Regions from separate parts of the Sus scrofa genome. Here region 1 is linked to region 2. A link is a contact called in public Hi-C data. All regions are on one chromosome and are shown on one strand. The core of a region is the stretch at or near the end of the contact, and the rest is flanking DNA. Distances in the headings are between cores, read along the strand shown.

Region 1 (6,725 bases), core at 273-2,772, 58 kb after region 2:
GAGAGACACATCTGTGGAAAAAGTGGGCCTTTTGTGTCCATCGTGGTGGGAACTAGTTTTTGTTTTTGTTTCTCTGAGGAGTGATGGGTGGGACCTGGGGCAGGAAGACAGAGGACAGCCATCGGGCCTCTGAGCATGAGAAATTCAACCAGGGCTGCCAGCTCTAAGGAAGCGCCGCCTTATCGCAGTTCCTCTCCCCCAACAACGCCTTTTTCTCCTCAATGCCCATTCCTTTCCTCCCCGCGGTTTTGAGCAAACTCCGCTGAGCCTAGAATTAAGTGGTCTCTGGGGACCCGAGCCTGGTTGTGAGGCTGGCCACGCTGCTGGGGTAAAGCAGGGCATTCTGTCTACATCAGCGGAGGGGAGCACTCACCACCGTGGCCACTCACCTGTCCAGGGTGCTGAGGGTTCCCTGTAGAGTGCTGGGCTGTGAGGTCCTCCCTCTGACCTCTGAGATGGCCGGCGTGGTCATGCCCATTATCCCCGGACCCTCTCTGGCTTCAGCTTCTCCTTCCAAGCCTTCTCTCAACCATCATTAGCTCGCCAGCCTGTCTGCCCGTTTCCTGGCTCTTCCTTAATTGCTGACTCCCAGGACAAAAGGCAGAATTGGTTTGTGTTTTCCATACATACCTGTGTGGTATAACCACTTATTTTTAGTAGATAAGCATGGCAGGAGTTTCCATTGCGGCTCAGTGGAAACAAACCCAACTAGTATCCATGAGGATGTGGGTTAGATCCCTGGCCTCGCTCAGTGCGTTTGAGGATCCGGTGTTGACGTGAGCTGTGGTGTAATTTGCAGATGCGGCTCAGATGCTGTGTTGCTGTGGCTGTGGTGCAGGCTGGCAGCTACACCTCCGATTTGACCCCTAGCCTGGGAGGCTCATATGCTGGGGTTGCGGCCCTAAAAAGACACAACAAAATAAAACAAAACAAACCCCACTCCCTAATGTACAACTTTTTACTCTCAAAATTTCTTCTTAAAATTTTCTTCATCAAAGTCCCTCACAAGAAAAAGTCTACTAGTTTTTATTTCTTCCTTTCTAAAGCTTCCAATCTAGAACTTTCTCTCCCCCAACAAACTCCTTACCATGAGTCTGTTCCTGAAATGTCAGGCTGAGCTGACCCAAAATACAAAACAGGTTTGGTTCTACCTGGATGTGTCTTCGATGCCAGAGGGGAGAGCTCATCCGGGTGTGGACTCCCCAGCACAGCTGCTCAGGGAGAAGCCGGGTTCCCTGCCTCGTCAGAGCATGAGGGGTGCCGCGGGGGAAAGAGAAGCTGGAGAGAGGTTCCGTGAGAAGCTCATCTTCCCCCAACCCCCAAAGCAAAGAGAAGAGAACAAACAGTTTGCCAGAATGGAAACAGAGAGTCAGCTACAGGAAGCAACACCACCAACGTGCTAATGAAGCCTGGGGCCCAGGAAATGCTGCTCAGCTCTTAATAAGATAGAAGCAAACTTGCCTGCCCCATCTTCCCGGTGGCTGTGGTCTGTGGGGAGCATGATTCAAGATGGGGCAAGGTGGTGGGGTTTGCGATTTGTTCACCTGGGGTTGCTGAGAATTTATGCGCTTTATAAGCCTCCAGATTTGCATTGTGTGCTTTAAGCAGGTCTAAGGAGCACTGGGAGGTGTTTTTTAGAAACAAACGCAGATCCCTGGCACCTGCTGCTGATTCATGGGTAGAGGGTGCAGAGGGGGATGGGTGGTTTTCATAAACACACCGCAGGTGATTTTGACCGAGCTGGTCTGCTTCTTTTCCTTTCCTTTCCTTTCCTTTCCTTTCCTTTCCTTTCCTTCCCTTCCCTTCCCTTCCCTTTCTTTTCCTTTCCTTTTTCTTTCTTTCTCTCTCTCTCTCTCCTTCTTCCTTCCTTTCTTTGTCTTTTTAGGGGTGCACCCCTGGCATAGGGGTCTAATCAGAGCTACAGCTGCCGGCCTACGCTACAGCCATAGCAATGCATGATACAAGCTGCCTCTGTGACCTACACAGCTCAGAGCAATGCCGGATCCTTAACCCACTGAGCAGGGCCAGAGATTGAACCAGCATCCTCGTGGATATTAGTCGGGTTTGTTACTGCTGAGCCACAATGGAGCTCCTATGGGGGTAGCAGGGCCCTTGGGGGCCTCCCTCGTGCCCGTAGCTGCTGCCATCTTGCTCACAGAGCTCTTTCAGAGAAGATCCATCCCAGGATGGTGGTTGTGCACCTGTCTCAGAAGCTGGAAAATTCACCGCCCCCACGCTATGTCTACACAAAGTGCTCCAAACTTTGAAGATTGTTCAAAGCTTTTTTCTAGCTTCCTCCCCCTCTTCCTTTTACCAATTTCCTGACACTCTCTTTCATCTTGGGAGAGTCCAAGGAGAAGGGTGTGAAAAGACTATTTTGAGGGGGTGAGAAGAGCCTCTAGGAGTTTCCGCTGTGACACAGGGGGTTAAGTATCTGACTGCAGCAATGGCTTCAATCCCCAGTCCCGTAAAGTGGGTTAAGGGATCCAGGATTGCTGCGGTTGTGGCTTAGGTCACAGCTGAGGCTCAGATTCAAACCTTGGCCCAGCAACTTCCATATGCCATTGGCACGGCCATTAAAATAAGAAGAAGATGGAGTTCCATCGTGATGAAGCGGAAACAAATCTGACTAGAAACGATGAGGTTGTGAGTTTGATCCCTGGCCTCGCTCAGTGGGTTAAGGATCCGGTGTTGCTATGAGCTGTGGTGTAGGTACCAGACGTGGCTCAGATCTGGCATGGCTGTGGCTGTGGCTGGCAGCTATAGCTGCTATTAGACCCCTAGCCTGGGAACCTTCATATGCCGCAGATATGGCACTATGAAGAAAAAAAAAGAAAGAAAGAAAGGAAGGAAGGAAGGAAGGAAGGAAGATCCTCTGACTTCACTTTCCACAAGGAAGTGGATTCCCAGCTGGACGGCAGGGAAGCCAGCCCATGCCCTGTCATCTGCCTCTTTTATCTTCTCTGTGGACACTGACAGCCCGGCTTCCCTGAGATGTCAGCCCCTGCCCTGCATCCAGCTCTTCCAGGTCCTCAGGGGAGGAGGGCTGTAGGTTGGCCCTGGCCTGCTCTCCCCTGGGCTCTAGCAGCCCAGGCCTTCACTGCCTTCCTTCCAAGTAGCCCAACCTGGCAGGAAGTGAAGGTGACTCAGAAGCAGCTGGTTCCAGAACTAGAACCTGGGTCCCTGCCCGTTTCTCCTTTGATAGGTCAAAGAACTGGGACTCCTGGGGAAAAAGATCCTTAGCTGCATCTCTCATGGCTAAACTCAGAACCCTGACTGTCCTTCGAAAAGTTGTTTTTCAAGAACTTCCCCCAGCCTGTGATCATTTTCAGGTCTTACGTTATCTTATCTACTCAGTCGGCTTGAGTCAGACTAATCTTCCCTCCGGTCTTCTGATTTTCTCCTGCCCCCACACTTGAGGGGAACGGCCTCCTCTGAGGGGGCTCCCAGGCTTCAGACTGAGTTCTGTGTTTCCAGGCCCAGCTGTATCCCTTTTCCTGCTCTCCTTCCCTTCCCCACCAACCAATCAAAACACAAAATAGAGGAGTTCCCTGATGGCCTAGTGGGTTAAGGATCTGGTGTTGCAACTGCTGTGACTTGGGTCACTGTTTGGGCATGGATTCCATCCCTGGCCTGGGAACTTCTGCATGCCACAGTTGAGGACAAACAAAAAACGAAAAACCAAACCAAACCAAACCACCACAAAATAGATACCTTAATAGTGGAATTCATTCCTGGGTGACAGGGTATATGTTTTAAAACTGATGGCTCAAGTGTTTCCTTTGGGGGGCGGGTGCGTCTTTTTAGGGCTGCACCCAAGGCATATGGAAATTCCCAGGCTAGGGGTCTAATTGGAGATGCAGCTGCTAGCCTACACCACAGCCACAGCAATGCCAGATCCAAGAAGTATTTGCCACCTACACCACAGCTCCTGACAACAGTGGAACCTTAACCCACCGAGCCAAGCTATGATATGAGCCAGGATATGATCGAACCCATATCCTCATGGATACTAGTTGGATTCTTAACCAGCTGAGGCACAAGAACTCCAACATTTTAATTGCTTTTAATTACTTCAGGGGTTGAATATGACATACGATTGTAAAGTATTAGGATTGGGTTTTTGTTTTTGGTTTTGGTTTTTTCTTCTGCTGCATCCTCAGCATGAGGAAGCTCCTGGGCCAGGGATTGACCCTGTGCTACAGTAGTGGCAATCAATGCCAGATCCTTAACCCACTGAGCCACTGAGGGAACTCCCAAGATTAGTGGTGTTTTTTTTGTTTGTTTGTTTTTTAGGGCTGCACTCATGGCATATAGAAGTTCCCAGGCTAGGGGTCAAATTGGAGCTGCAGCTGCCAGCCTACACCACAGCCACAGCAATGCCAGACTCAAGCCTCAACTGTGACACAACAGTGGATCCTTAATCCACTGAGTGAAGCCAGGGATTGAATCTCTATCTTCATGGATACTAGCTGAGCCACAGCAGGAACTCCTCCAAGATTAGTTTTTTGTTTGTTTGCCTTTGTCTTTTTAGGGTTATACCTAAAATATGGAAGTTCCCAGGCTAAGGGTCAAATCAGAGCTACACCTCTCAGCCACAGCTACAGCAACCCAGGATCTGAGCCGTGTCTGTGACCTATACCACAGCTCACAACAACGCTGGGTCCCAACCCACTGAGCGAGGGCAGGGATCACGCCTGCATCCTCATTGATGCTAGTCAGATTTGTTTACACTGTGCCACGATGGGAACTCCCAAGATTAGTTTAAAAAAGACAGAATTTAAGCACCCAAATGAGCAAAGCCATTTGAGGGGGCAGGGCTACATGCTAAGCTTTTTTGCTGACACTGGAAACCTTTCAAAATCTTCTTTGGAAACACTAGGTTAAGGGTATCAGGTCTTAAATTACTACCTGGGTGATCTGGCACAGGTCCTCTCATCTGTTTGGATGTTTCCTTGGATGTAAAATGATGATAATACTAGTATTTAGGTAGTGCTGTTGTGGGAATTAATTGGTAGAACAGTAAAACATGCTTGGCTTAGGACCTGGCATATGCAAGAGCTTATTAAGTGGGGGCTGCTATTATATTATCATCTTCTATGCATTAGGCTCATTTCTTTACACTTAGTGGCCTACTCCTTCAGACCTTCCCTTCTTCCTCTCTCTATGCTTAGCCTGCCTACATTCCGTGTGCTCCTTTATTCTTTAAGCACATATCTCTCGGCCATCTTCCACCACACGGCACTAAGCACTGGCTTTGCACAGAAAGCAGAGACAGTCCCGGCCTTCCCCGCAGTGGTCAGGCTCAGATGGCCACCCCCATGCAGGCACTCTGCACTCCAGGCAGGCCCGGGTCATTGTCGCTTTCCTACTCTGGGCCTTTGCGCTAGTTCTGAAAGCAGCTCTTTGGCCTCTTTCCTGTTTGCCCATTTCTGTTCCCCTCTAACCTTAAAAGAACCTAATTATAGGAATGAGATCACTGCTTGAAACTGACTCCTAACTTAGGCTCTCCCGAATGCACCTTACGCCTTGTTTAACCTGTTGAATCTTTTCCTAGATAAAAAGAAGAAAGAATGAGGAATTAAGCAGTTAAAAAATGACTAGCTCTGAGTTCCCAGGGTGGCTCAGCGGTAACAAACCCAACTAGTCTCCATGAGGACTCAGGAACGATCCCTGGCCTTGCTCAGTGGGTTAAGGATCTGGTACTGCCGTGAGCTGTGGTGTAGGTGACAGACTGGCTTGGATCCCAAGTTGCTGTGGCTGTGGTGTAGGCCAGCAGCTACAGCTCTGATTCCACCCTCAGCCTGGGAACTAAAGAGCCAAAAAAAAAGAGACTAGCTTTCTCCCCCAACCAGCCCCTTAGCAACCCTGCGGGCAGATCATGCAGGAAAGATAACTTCTGAAGAAAGAGCCAGATAGTCTGCACACAAAGGAGAATGAAGCAGAACCTCACCCCCTGCCTCAACAACTCATAGAGATTCTTCCCCCCAGTTTTTTCCCTTTAAAAACTGTCACGGCTGGAGTTCCCGTCATGTTGCAGCAAAAACGAATCTGACTAGGAAATGTGAGGTTGCAGGTTCAATCCCTGGCCTTGCTCACTGGGTTAAGGATCAGGCGTTGCCCTGAGCTGTGGTGCAGGTCACAGACGCGACTCTGATCCTGAGTTGCTGTGGCTGCGGAGTAGGATGTAGGCTGTAGCTCTGATTGGATCCCTAGCCTGGGAACCTCCATATGCCACAGATGCAGCTCTAAAAAGCAAAAAACGAAACAAAACAAAAGGACAACCCCCCCAGAAAACCGAAAAAAGCAAAAACAAAGAAAACTGTCACAGCTGAGCAGAATCTTTGGAGTTGGTCTATGGATATGAGTCCATCATCTCCCCAGATTGCCAGCTTTTCTGATTAAAGTAACTTCCTTCTACTGACACCAGCCTCTTGAATTATTATGAGTGGTGAGTGGCCAAACCTAGGTTTTGTCATAGTTCTTTCATTTCAATAAGTTTCTTTTTCTCTTGTAAAATTCCAATAAAATCACATTTTAAGAATTTGTACTGGTTATTTCTGGGTTGTGAGGTTTGAGGTATTTTGTTACTTTTGTAAACGGAAGCTTGTCACTTGCCATCAGCCTCTACATGGAGTAAAATATGAGCCACTGAAGCTGCCCACCCCCAGCAACCCCTGAGTGGAGCTCATGGTGGAGACAAGGAGGGAGGCACTCTGAGCCTT
Region 2 (6,884 bases), core at 1,689-4,188:
TGCTCACACTTCTTTTACATATATTACACACAGCTCTTGAGATGTGCTGAGGATCTGTGTAGAAAAAATTCCAAACTGCAGATGTCTTGGCTCTTGTTCCAGGAATTAAGGCATGCTTGACTATGTTACTTTTGATGAGAAATCTTCCTCTTTCTGCCCTCAAGGCATCAGATACTGATTTATCACGCTTCTTACCCATTCCACTATCATCTAATGGATCAGTAGAGAGATATTCAAAGCTTCCATTGCTTCCAGCAGAAGAGGGAGATAAAGGTACATCCAAAGTAAAATCCTCCTCCCCACTAGTAACTCCAAATTTGTTGGCCCTAGTCCAGTGAGGTGAGTGCCTTGCCTGTAGATGTCGTTGGAGAGTAGATGTCCCAAGATGGCTACCTGGTTTACCCCTGCTAACACTTTTTTCACAGAGGTTACAAATTGCCCGCCAGGTATACTGGGGGTCAACATGAAAGAAGTGCCACACAATGGAAGTCTTTGCTCTAGTACTAGGTAAATAGATCTGTTTTTCTATATTACTCTCAAAAAGACTTTCTTCATCATGCTCAGGGGCATCAGACGCTAACAAAGCAGTAGTGCTTGCAACAGGCCTCCCAGATCCCAAATCCTTACTAAACTTTTTTGCAAGGATCAGTTTCTTTCGTCGCCTTTTCCCCTTAATTCGCAAACCCTTCTTTCTTTTCTTTTTGGCAGGCAATTTTGCCTCTTTATCCACTCCTTCTGCCACCATCTTTCCCTCTACCACATCTTCTTCATCTGTATTAGAATTAATAGGAACACAGCCCAGAATCCCAGCACCACTAAAAGTGCTACATCTTCTGCCAGGAGAGAGTGAGGACACTGGTACACTTAAGGTACATATACTCATTCTTTTTATGTCTCCAAAATTCGTAGCAGAATCTGTTAGTGGGTTTATTCCTCAAACAGATATACAGCTGTTCCTCTCTACTTGCATTACCTTTTCTCCAGTTTCTATGGGGAGTCAAATTCCCACTGGACCAATGACTTCCATGCCAGGTTATTTTTGGAGGAAAAGTGACAGCAATGGAGCTCATTCCCAAACTCTTTTACAGAGGGCTTTAAGATCCCTTCCAACTTTCTGAGTTCTGAATTCAAATAGTCCAATCTCCTCATGTTACAGAAAAGAAAACTGAGGTCTACTTTTCCAGCGTCAGAGTTAGTAGCAGCTAAAAACCAAGTCTTCCAAATCTATGGTCCATATTCTTTATGATTCATCAAGAACTGTATCTGCTTGAAATGTTTTAGCTTTTAAAATACGTATCTTTTATGTTGCCTCACGACAGCAACATCAAATCCCCTTAATTCTGGAATTATTTTCAGTAAATTTCATTTAAACAAAAACATAGTGCATCATTTAATATCCATTATTTAAGACTGTGATTTGCCAATACAACCCCAAAAGTCAATTCTGGAAAGCTAAATCAGACTCCACATACTGGTCATTAACAGCAAATGCCTGTTGACCCTTTCAGCTCTAGCTAAAAGTAACACAATTTTTTAAAAATGTAGGTAGCTTTTAAAAAAAAAAATGCTTTGAGAGTAAAATTTTAAAGTAAGATTACAAACTGAATTTCTAATTTACTATCTGTATCAAGAGTTAATCCATACTTGGTTTTCAGACATTTTTAGACCGGAGAAGCCTTACAGCCTGCAAATGAGTAACTCCTAAGTTGGACTCTATATGAGCAGCAGAAAATGAAATATGAGTTTTAAATCAGTGTCATGCCTTCTTGGTTGATCCCTCCCCTTCCCCCAATACCTACATACAATTACCCTAAAAAGCATCGCTATCACTAGTTCAGCCTCCTTCTCAAGGTCCAGAACCAAGGCCTGGAAGATGTCAACAATATGGGCCTTCCCCATAGGAATCCGCACCGATTATGGGAGTTTAGGGGGCGTTCTTCATTACGGTTTCATCAATCCTACAAGGAGAACGGAAGTGTCCCTGTTGCTCTTGACTCCGATGCTGAGGGCTGGGGGTGGGAGTGTAATTAAGGTAGGAAAGGGGTGTAGGATACCGGAATAAGATCGGTGGCTTTCTGTATGTGGAGTTTGAGAAAATCTCCCAAGTAGTGGGACCCTGGAGAGGAATGAGAGTAGGTAAAATCAGCTCCTGGCATTCAATTTGATTTAGGCAGTGGGGTTCGCTAAAACTAAGGAAACTGCTGCCCCAGAGAAAGCAACGTAGTTGTCAGTTCTCCTCCGGGAGTAGGGGAACAAGTCGGTTTCCCGGGGCTGCTCCCGGCTCCTACAGTTTCGCCAACACCGGATGTGGGGGAAGGGAGGAAGACTGGTTGGGAAAAGGAGCAGGCCCCGTGGGGGTGGGGTGAAGGAGGGTGGGGGTAGATGGGCCTGGGAGCTGGAGCCTGGGGCTCCCAGGCCGCCCTGGCGACGGCAGCGGCCCGGAGGTGGGGGAGCCGGTCTTTACCACCGGGCCGAAGGACCCGCTCTGACTTCCCGGGCTAGGCCGCGACCCAGGGGCGAGGGGAGGCCGCGGCCACTCCCCTCGCCCTCTCCCCCACCTCCCCGGCCCCGAGCCACCCGGGAAGCAAAAAAACGGGTCTAGTTACCGGAGAACAGAAACTTTACCGAACCGACGACACTATCCACGACTCCCGCTGCTGCCACGTCTTTCTTCTTTCTTAGCCGCTGCCGTCCGCCGTCCTCTCAGCAGCAACACCAGCAGAAATCCAAGACTGCCAGAGTCAAAGATGGCGCCTGGCTACAGGTTCAGTTCTAAGATCCGGCCAGTAAAAGTGCCAGCACGACGCAAAGCGCAAGGATTCTGGGAGATGTAGTTTTCCTCTATGAGGCGATGCTTAAGATGGCTTCCTCGGGTGACAGGGTCACGTGAGAGGGGAGGTGCTAAACCGTGGAGGCCCTGCCTTTCCAAGGAATGCGCTTTAGAAGGTCACGGGTTTCTTGAAACTGTCTTTGATTTTTTTTTAAAAATTGTGTAATGAAATTGACGTAATAAGCGGGGAAGCGCGAGAATTGTGTCCACGAGACTGTAAGCGTTCAGTTTATTCTTACCAGAAAGTTGAATTTAAATAAGTTGATTATGAATAATGAGTAAATTGTTCAAATCCTGTATAAATCTGATTTAGAAATAAACTGTTTTTCCCATGCGATGTTGAAAGATTTGTGCATTTATTATTTTTAAAATTTTATTGAACAGTTATTTTTATTTGAAGTAGTGAATGGGTTTCAGTTTTTTTTTTCCCCTTAAAACAAATTTTCGTATTAGAAAAATAATTCGTGGTCATTTAAAAAGTTCATGAGGGTTGAGACATGAAAAGGAAAAACATTAGTCGCCTACCCACTTCATTATTAATATTAGCCTGTATTTTCCATTTAAATATCTTTACTTTTTTCCTCCTATTATAAAATACATGTAAGTGGGTTCTTAAAATTTAAGTAGAGTACAAAATTTGTCTCCATAAATCTCATTCCTGAGAAATAACCTATCATTAATTTAGCATGTATTCTTTATAACTTTTTAATATGCAAATACACTTAAATATATATAGTGTACCCTGGCATATAGGCTCAACAGAACTTACTTGGGTGGCAGCATTTTACTGAACTTGGATAAAGGATGTAGTTCTGCTGTTAAGAAAGGATACACTTAATGGGAAAGCACATAGGACTCCAGGCACCTTTTACTTCCTCTTGGGTTTGTTTTGCCAACTACCAGCTTCGTGAGGGAGTCACAGCCAGTCCAGGACTGGGTAAGTATCAGGTCAGAGAGGTGTTGAGTCTCTTGGCACTTGAGCTTTTATCTCCCTTCAAAGTGAGAAGCCACAACACTAGAATCCTAGCCCCAATCATCCCTGCCTTACATGACAATACTCTGTGATTGCCATGTCAACCAGCCCTAACAAGCAGGTTCCTGGTAACCAATTTCCATCTGTGCCACAACACCTAAGGTTTTTCAGTTTAATAGAAGCCTTTCCAAATTGCTGACGGGTTCTCCAGACTAGGGCTTGCAGGATGCATCTGCTTGGTCTACTATATAAAGTGTAAAAAGAGGGAGTTCCTGTTGTGTCTCAGCAGTAACGAATCCGACTAGTATCCATGAAGATGTGGGTTCAATGCCTGGCCACAGTCAGTGGGTTAAAGATCTGGTGTTGTCATGAGCTGCAGTGTAGGCTGCAGTCGAGGCTCGGATCTGGTGTTGCTGTGGCCAGCAGCTACAGTTCCAATTCAACCCCTAGCCTGGGAACTTCCATATGCCACAGGTGTGGCCCTAAAAGAAAAATGTTTTAAAAGACCGCATTAGGTCCCCAAATGGCATCTGCTTATGTTTATCACCACCAAGACCTAATACCTAAACTAACTGCAGTTTCAGCTTCTCCCAGAGTGAAATTTCTTAACAGCACTAGTGAGGCAATCTGCCTGATCAGATTCCCCCCATCTTTCTACCTTTCTCCAAATAATAATCCATTCTTTTTTTTTTTTTTTTTTTTTGGTTTAACCATGGCGTGTGGAAATTTGCCTTCACTGGCCAGGGATTGAACCCGAGCCACAGCAGTGATAATGCTGAGTCTTTATCCTCTAGGCCACCAGGGAACTCCAAATAATCCACTCCTTTAACTTCCTTATTCCATCCTCTTTCTGCCTATAAAAACCTGTTTTGTACAACTCCTCAGAGTATCCTTATATTTGTTATATGGGACGGGTGCTGCCTGATTCATGAATCATTGATTAAAACCCATTTCATCTTTAAAATTACTCAGTCGAATTTTTCTTTTTCTTTTTAGGGCTGCACCTGCAGCATATGGAAGTTCCCAGGCCAGGGGTCAGATCAAAGCTGCAGCTGCTGGCCACAGCCACAGCAATGAAGACCCCAGCTGTGTCTGTGACCTACACCACAGCTCACAGCAATGCTGGATCCTTAACCTTCTAAGCAACATCAGGAATCAAACCTGCATTCTCATGGATACTAGTCAGATTCATAACCTGCTGAGCTGCAACAGGAACTCCCAAATTTTGTCCTTTAACAATCATATATTTCATCAAATCTAAGGTATCGTCGACTGTAACATGCATCTTATTTTAGAGACCTCTAAGAGTAAAAAATGGCCAGTTAAACTGACAGGGCATTAATTAGAGACGTTAAAATTTGATAGAAGAGTTCCTGTTGCGGCTCCCTGGTTTAAGAACACAGCATAGTCTCTGTGAGTATGAGGATTGGATCCCTGGCCTTGTTCAGTGGGTTAAGGATCTGGCATCGCTGCAAGCTGCAGCATAGGTGGCTGTGGCATAGGCGGGCAGCTGCAGCTCCAATCTGACCTCTAGCCTGGGAACTTCCATATGCCCAGGGTGTGGTGGTAAAAAGAAAAAAAAGATTTTTTTTTTTTGATAGGATGTGCATCTTAGAATGCATGAAATACTGTAATTTTTTATAATGATTTTTATTTTTTCCATTATAGCTGATTTACAGTGTTCTGTCAATTTTCTACTGTACAGCAAGGTGACCCAGTTACACATACATGTATACATTCTTTTTTCTCACATTATAATGCTCCGTCATAAGTGACTAGATATAGTTCCCAGTGCTATAGAGCAGGATCTCATTGCTTATCCATTCCAAAGGCAATTGTTTGCATATATTAACACCAAATTCCCAGTCCATCCCACTCCCTCCCCCTCCCCCTTGGCAACCACATGTCTATTCTTTATGTCCATGATTTTCTTTTCTGTGGAAAGGTTCATTTGTGCCATATATTAGATTCTAGATATGATGATATCAAATGGTATTCATCTTTCTCTTTCTGACTTACTTCACTTAGCACATGAGAGTCTCCAGTTCCATCCATTTTGCTGCAAATGACATTATTTTGTTCTTTTTTATGGCCGAGTAGTATTCCATTGTGGATATATACCACATCTTCTTAATCCAATCATCTGTGGATAGACATTTAAGTTGTTTTCATGTCTTGGCTATTGTGAATAGCGCTACAATGAACATGAGGGTGCATGTGTCTTTTTTAAGGAAAGTTTTTTCCGGATATAAGCCTAAGAGTGGGATTGCTGGGTCATATGGTAGTTCTATGTTTAGTTTTCTGAGGTACCTCCATACTGTTTTCCATAGTGCTTGTACCAATTTACATTCCCACCAACAGTGCAGCAGGGTTCCCTTTTCTCCACAACCTCTCCAGCATTTGTTATTTACGGACTTATTGATGATGGCCATTCTGACTGGTGTGAGGTGGTACCTCATAGTAGTTTGGATTTGCATTTCTCTAATAATCAGTGATGTGAGCATTTTTTTCATGTGCTTATTGGCCATCTGAAAATACTATAATTTTAGGATAAGAACGTGCTAAAACTATGCACATTGTTTTGCAACTTCCTTTTTTTCTCCACTTTATAATGTGTCTTGAATTTTTTTTTTTTTTTTTTTTTTTTTGGTCTTTTTAGGGCTGCACCTGCAGCAGCATATGGAAGTTCCCAGACTAGGGATCAAATTGGAGCTGTAGCTGCTGTCATATGCCAGAGCCCACAGCAATGTGAGATCTGAGCCTCATCTGCGACCTACACCACAGTTCAAGGCAACACCAGATCCCTAACCCACTGATCAAGGCCAGGATCGAACCTGAGTCCTCATGGATACTAGTTGGATTAATTTACTGATGAGCCTCAACGGGAACTCCTTGGCTATCTTTTAATGGTTATCAGTGCTTAGAGGCCTATCCTTTTTTTTTTTTTTTTTTTCAGAGCCATACCTGTGGCATATGGAAGTTCCCAGATCAGGTTAGGGATTGAATCAGAGCTATAGCTGCTGGCCTACACCACAGGCACAGCAAGGCCAGATCCAAGCCACATCTCTGACCTACACCACA

The links. Hi-C and Micro-C count contacts between places; a contact is called where the count stands out from the background.
Region 1: a Hi-C map of skeletal muscle shows a contact between it and region 2, with 2.6 times the contacts expected there. The contact joins the promoter of LAX1 here to the promoter of ZC3H11A in region 2. A contact is called at or near these places in 1 of 5 promoter capture datasets (liver), 7 of 47 Hi-C or Micro-C datasets (blood, embryonic fibroblasts, liver and 2 more) and 2 of 2 datasets of contacts at active chromatin or transcription factors (alveolar macrophages and skeletal muscle).

What each region holds. Positions count from the first base shown.
Region 1 is chr9:64,455,345-64,462,069 of Sscrofa11.1, reverse strand. It overlaps LAX1 (lymphocyte transmembrane adapter 1), which reads right to left and starts at 1,522. Exons shown (of 4, transcript XM_013989540.2): 1 at 1,152-1,522.
Region 2 is chr9:64,514,949-64,521,832 of Sscrofa11.1, reverse strand. ZC3H11A (zinc finger CCCH domain-containing protein 11A) reads right to left here and starts at 2,938. Exons shown (of 19, transcript XM_005656653.2): 1 at 2,607-2,938.